2 separate regions of the Nomascus leucogenys genome follow, and region 1 is linked to region 2. Evidence: chromatin contacts called from public Hi-C data. All regions are on one chromosome and are shown on one strand. The core of a region is the stretch at or near the end of the contact, and the rest is flanking DNA. Distances in the headings are between cores, read along the strand shown. Region 1 overlaps DPF3 (zinc finger protein DPF3). Region 2 overlaps RGS6 (regulator of G-protein signaling 6).

Region 1 (2,733 bases), core at 144-2,643, 140 kb after region 2:
AGGGATGATGAGTACCCTGCCAGCCAGGAGGGGAGCCTTCAGCTGGGGGGCTGTGGAGTCTTTATGGAGGCAGGAGGTAGAACTCACAGCAAGCAGAAAATTAGTTGAATGGCACCAGCTTTAGGAACTGCCAGGATGCACTTTGGATCATGAATAAGTAAAGAAAAGAGGTCATCACAGGTTCCAGAAGAGTGAAGACAGAGACAAGCAACAAAGTGAGAAGAGGGAGGAAGGAGACAAAGAAGACAGAAGACAAAGAAAAAGGGAGCTGGAAGGAATGGGTGAAAGAATAAGAACTCAGAAAAGAGATTTTGGTTCTTGCTTATCCAGGAGCTTGACCAGAATTCTGGCCAAATTCTTTAAAAGATGCAGAAACTCAATTGTCTGACTTATCCCTGGGGGTGGGGGGGGTATTAATTTATTAGTACTATTGCTACAAGTTTATGAGGCGCTTCCTATGTGCTAGGCACTTTGAACACACTTCCTTGTTTACCTCTTAAAACAATCTGTGACTCAGGTATTATTGTCTCCATTTTATAGACAAAGAAGCTGAAGCTCAGAACAGCTAAGTAATTTACTCAAGACAACCCAGCCAACTGCTGGCAGAGACAGGATGAAAACCCGTTATCTTATTCCAACCAACATCCATGTAAGTAACCACTACACCGCTCGGCCACAGGAAGCCAGCACTGGGAGAAACCCTTCCCCTGACACAGGAGGCTGAGGGGCTGATGAGCAGACTCCAGAGAGCACTGGGCTCTGACCATCCGGTGGCCTCCCCTGCCAGAGGGCTGGGGCAGTAGACACATGCCCACCTGTGCTAAAGTCCTGCTTTCCTCTCCACAACCCTCCCGCCCCATCCACACCCCACGCTGCCCTGGAGGGAAACATGAGGACCCAGAGGGTGGCCTGGGGATGAGGGGGGACGGCTCATCCCAGCCGTGGTAGCTAATCTAAGATCCAGGATTAAAGGCACTCCCTGAATGACCCCAGGGCAAAACCAGGTCAAGGCCACTTCCAAACCCCGCCCCGACAGAGTTAAAGGATCTAGAAAGGCTGAAAACACAAAGAAGTTAATCAGCTCCCTGAAATAAAAGGGGAGAAAAGAGACTGGATAAAGGGATCAGCTGAAGGAAGCAGCCTGGCTTGGTAGAGAGCACTCTACTCAGCCAGGAGTCCAGAGACTCAGGCCAGCACTGCCCCGGGGGCCAGGAGATCTTGGCGATGGCTCTCTGCTGTCTGTTTCCTTCTCTGTCAGACAGGCTCTAGGGTTTTTGCACCTGACAGCTGAGGATGGGGCAGCACCTGTGGCCAACACAGCCTCATCTGGAGTGGGTCCAGCCAATGCTATGACCAGTGGCTCTCTGTAGGTGCACACCCCATAGGTACCCTGGATCCACACAGATACCCCCTCTAATTCTAACCATGCTGCCTCTCCATCTGCCTCTTCAAGGTAAAAGGTGGATGGAGCTAGGGGGTCAGAAGGAGTCACAGGTATGGGTGAGCTAAGAGGACAAAGGAGGCGTCTCCCTCCAAGACAGGATCAGCATGTGTGGGTGGGAGGTATACAAAATGCCATCTCTCCTCCACAGACACCCGAGAACAGTGCCTGAAACTTCCACCACTGATGATGCTCCAGTGGCTTAAAAACCACCCTTCCAAAAATCCCCAGTTAAAATGCAAACAACTTTCTTAAAGAGGATAGCACTATCATGGGTTCCTCACTTGATCAACTCAGACACTGTCAGAACCAGAGTGAATCTTGGAGACCACCAAGTCCAACCCCTTCTTTAGACTCAGAAGGAAACCAAGCCTCTAAGAGTCAAGTGACTTGCTCAGGGTACAGGAAGAGGTGGTGCAGAGCTGGAACTGTAACCAGGTCTCCTAAGTCTTTCTGCAGCATGGCCCTGGCCCCTGAGGGAGGTGGCCCACGATGGGGGCGGGCAGGGGGTCTGGAATCTTGGCATCATGCTCCGGGGCTGCTCCTTCTTCCTGTTCAGCCACCACAGCAAATAAGAGCCCCTGGGGCCTCAGCCAGCGACTGACCCCTCCCTGACCCTGCCTTCCGGAAGGATGAATGCACATCAGAAGCCAGGGCCAAAATATTCCTGGGCACTGTCTGCTCTGCACCCAGCTCTCTTTTTCCCAGCCTCTTAGGAGGGAGAAGTTTCCAAAACGGACAGCTCCAAAGGCTTTCACAGAAAGGGAGCCTCTCTAGGAAGCGCTCCTGCGTTTGGGCAATGGAGTTAAGGCAGAATGACAGGGGGATGGAAGAAGAAAGTAATTTTTTACATGTCACATTCTCACCAAAATGGCATCTGGGAACTTTCAAGATCATCTGACTAATACCAGGTTGTATTCGTTATTTACAAAGATGGAGACGGAATCTCCTTTGAAGTAGTACAACCAAATGATGTCTGTGTCCTTAAAATGGGGTAACAAGAGGCAAAGAAATCTGGGGAGAGGAAAAGTGTCCTGCCAGGGGCTGAGGGTTTTTTTGCTCCCCTCCTGACATTCTCACAGCCAGCCACGTGGTAGGGTCCCACAGAGCTACCCAGCATGGGGCAGGCTGGCCAGAGCAGCTGGCTCTTTGCAACCACCCAGCTTGCCTTTGCTGGGAAGCTCAGGCTCATTTGCACACTGGCATAACTCCATGTCACTGAGCAGCCAATGGGCAACAGGACTCACAGCCAGGATGGGTTCTCCCTGGGGCTGGCACGACTCTGTTACTAC
Region 2 (2,917 bases), core at 120-2,619:
GGAGTCGTCCCTTCTCCGCAGGATTGGTGAGGGCCCCAGGCCACTGGCATTAGAGCGTGGCAGGAAAAAGCCTGACCAGAACTCACCTGGGTAAATTACAAAGTGCTTCTCCACTTCCTCTGTCCTCCTGTGCTCCCTCTTATCTCTCCAGTGAAAGGGCTGCTTAGATCATAACATTCTTGCACAACCCACAGGGTGCCAGTTAAGTAGCCAAGCGGCTGAATTTGTATCAGAGCTTCAGAATGCGGAATGGAGGAGCCCCAGAGTGTCACCCTGGATCCTTTAAGGAATGATTTCTATGATGACGTAATAGAAGTTGACGTCCCCTTTGATCAGTTTCCTCTGGGTGGGTCTGTGAGATGAGGGTGGGGGCATCATCTCTGTGGACTGGGTGGGGTATGACCAGCAGCGCATTTTGCTGAAGCTGTGAGCTCTCTGTGGCAGGGTGTACTGCTTTTTCTCCTTTTCTGACCCACCTGAGCTGAGTGCAGACTCCCTTTGCACTCAGTGGACCCACAGACAGCTGTTTGTTGAGTGCCTCGGGAATGCACATGGCTTCTGTCCACAAGGCAGGGGCCTCACAGCTCTGATGCAGGGAGCTCCGCTCAGTTTCTTGGCCTCATCCTTCTTCCTGCTTTGTGCATTTTCCCAGAATAAAGACAGTCACTCCTTCCCATCTTTGCTCCCTCGCCTACATCTCCCCTACACAAATCTTTGTCCTCCCTGGCTTGACACCCTCTGCTGCACAACAGAGAATGAGTTAAATATCAAAACCCACAGCAGAGTGTCCCCTGTACATTTTTTATGAGCTGTAACATCTCCTGAGAGAAGGTAGTTGTTCTTCTAACCTCCAGATTGATGATCCGAGTTCCACACAGTGTCGGCTGAAGGGAGAAGCAATTAAAAGAGGACACAGTGGGGTGCCAGGTTCATCTCGAGAGCTCTTGTCTCTGGCAGTTGCCCTGAGTCCTAGGAAGACCTCCGAAGGTTCACTAGGGCCCAGCATGATCCACCACTTACCAAACCCATGATTAATAGGAACAGAGGTGACTCCCACGACACCACAACCATCTGCAGTGTTTCAGTCACTGCCCAGTGAACAGAACTCAGCTTCAGTGGTGCTGGGGGTGGTTACTAACGTAGGCACCCCGGAATTTCAGCCCCACCGGGAACTAAACCAAGTTTAAGCCCTGCTGCCTACATCTCCGGTTGACCAGCAGAGGGCACAGAAACACTTTCTTCTCTCCTGGAGTTTGCTTTTTCTCTGGAAACGAACCAAAAGCTGTATTTTCTAACCCATGAAAATTCTAGTTTATGAAAAGATATGTAAACTGGTGACTGAGGGCCTGCCCAGACCTCCTGGTAGGATGGAGAATGATCAAGGGCCAAGTAGTTTGTCTTACCCAGCCAGCCTTGAGAAAATACTCTTCCTTGAAAGCCTCTAGGGAGAAAGGAGGCTCCCGCTGGGGCAGCTCCTGGATGGTCCTCCAGCCCTGTTCTCCACTGCTTCGCCCCAGTGGTATCTGAGCCCAGGCTGCCTTGCTCTAAAAGCTAGTTTCCCCGCCAGCATTTCTAAGTCATGAACACGGATCAAATGCCCGCACAGGGGCTGCCTCCCCACTGCAGCTATGACAATTGGCAGAGACCAGGGGCGGGGCAGGACAGGTGGTCTCCCAGATATTAGTCCTTGTGGCCTGCCAGTCAAAATGGCCCTTCTGCTGCAAGCCATGGAGGCTTAGTGCAGGATGGATGGATTTGATGCAGCTGCTGGCATTTCACTCCCTGCCGCTGCCCTCGGGGAGGAGCGGTACCTGCAGGTTTTTTATAAGAGCAGAAGCTTCAGTGGGCTTCCCATGGGCAGCAGATGTGCAGAGAGGAGCTGCTGTGGCTCTCTGCAGCGGGGAGTGTGGCCTGGGCAGGCTGGGCTCTGAGTTCCCAGCTCAGGCCTGTGGGGCTCGAAGATGGCCAACACTAACCAAAGCCTGTTCTGAATTTCAAATTGACACAAAGGTTCCTCAAAACCAGTGATGGTAAACACATATGGGATGTCAGGATGCTGTTGTGACAGCAGTTTTGCTGTTGCCTGAGAGAGACAAGGCAGGTCAACTCCAAGGCAGACAGAAGGCCAGGGAGAGTCCCCAGTGTGTGCAGGGAGAGAAAACTGCTGTCTAGAGAATGTTACCCCATACCCTCCCCCTCTCCCTTCTTCCCCTTTCCCCCTCCTTCCCTCCCTTTCCTTCCCCTCCCCTTCCCTTCCTCTTCCTCCAGCATGCCTGTTGTTTTCACTTGTATTTAAAAAAATTCTTGGTTTTATGTGACAAAGAAAACCTTTTTATTTTTACATCAAAGTTCATTAAATTTGATTCTGTGGCCTGGTGCAATGGCTCACACCTGTCATCGCGGCACTTTGGGAGGCCAAAGCGGGCGGATCACTTGAGGCCAGGAATTCAAGACCAGCCTGGCCAACATGGTGAAACCCCATCTCTGCTAAAAATGCAAAAATTAGCTGAGCATGGTGACATGCCCCTGTAATTCCAGCTACTCAGGAGGCTGAGGCAGGAGAATAGCTTGAACCTGAGAGGCGGAGGTTGCAGTGAGCCAAGATGGAGCCACTGCACTCCAGTTTGGGTGACAGAACATGACCCTGTCTCTAAAAAAACATTGATTATGAAATTTGTATTTCCATCAGCTCCAGGTCATCTCTATATCCAGCTGAGTGATGTACATTTTCATGTGGCCCCCAAATCATCCTGCAAAAAGGACCCTGAGCCCTCAGGAACCTCAGGGAGCCTGCAGAGCTCCCGGGGTCCTCAGGGCCTTCCCAGAGGGGCTCAGCAGCTCCTCCTCAGTGCTGACAGAGGTGACAGAAGGTGACCTCCCATGTGGCATTGATTGAGGGGGCAGGAAATCACCCAGG

Evidence for each region. A called contact is a pair of places that touch in the nucleus more often than the background predicts.
Region 1: a contact with region 2 is called in a Hi-C map of a lymphoblastoid cell line, with 2.7 times the contacts expected there. The contact joins two enhancer-like sites. A contact is called at or near these places in 2 of 4 Hi-C or Micro-C datasets (both in a lymphoblastoid cell line).

The regions. Positions count from the first base shown.
Region 1 is chr1a:89,704,163-89,706,895 of Asia_NLE_v1, forward strand. The region is part of intron 8 of DPF3 (zinc finger protein DPF3); the gene reads right to left. Among named protein-coding and RNA genes, the nearest start is that of DPF3, 250 kb to the right of the region's middle. Within about 2 kb of position 1,394, the one cell type or tissue checked has an H3K27ac peak away from gene starts, as active enhancers do. A contact at or near this core is called in a lymphoblastoid cell line, where this site is marked.
Region 2 is chr1a:89,567,917-89,570,833 of Asia_NLE_v1, forward strand. All of the region lies in intron 14 of RGS6 (regulator of G-protein signaling 6), which reads left to right. Among named protein-coding and RNA genes, the nearest start is that of DPF3, 380 kb to the right of the region's middle. Within about 2 kb of position 1,370, the one cell type or tissue checked has an H3K27ac peak away from gene starts, as active enhancers do. A contact at or near this core is called in a lymphoblastoid cell line, where this site is marked.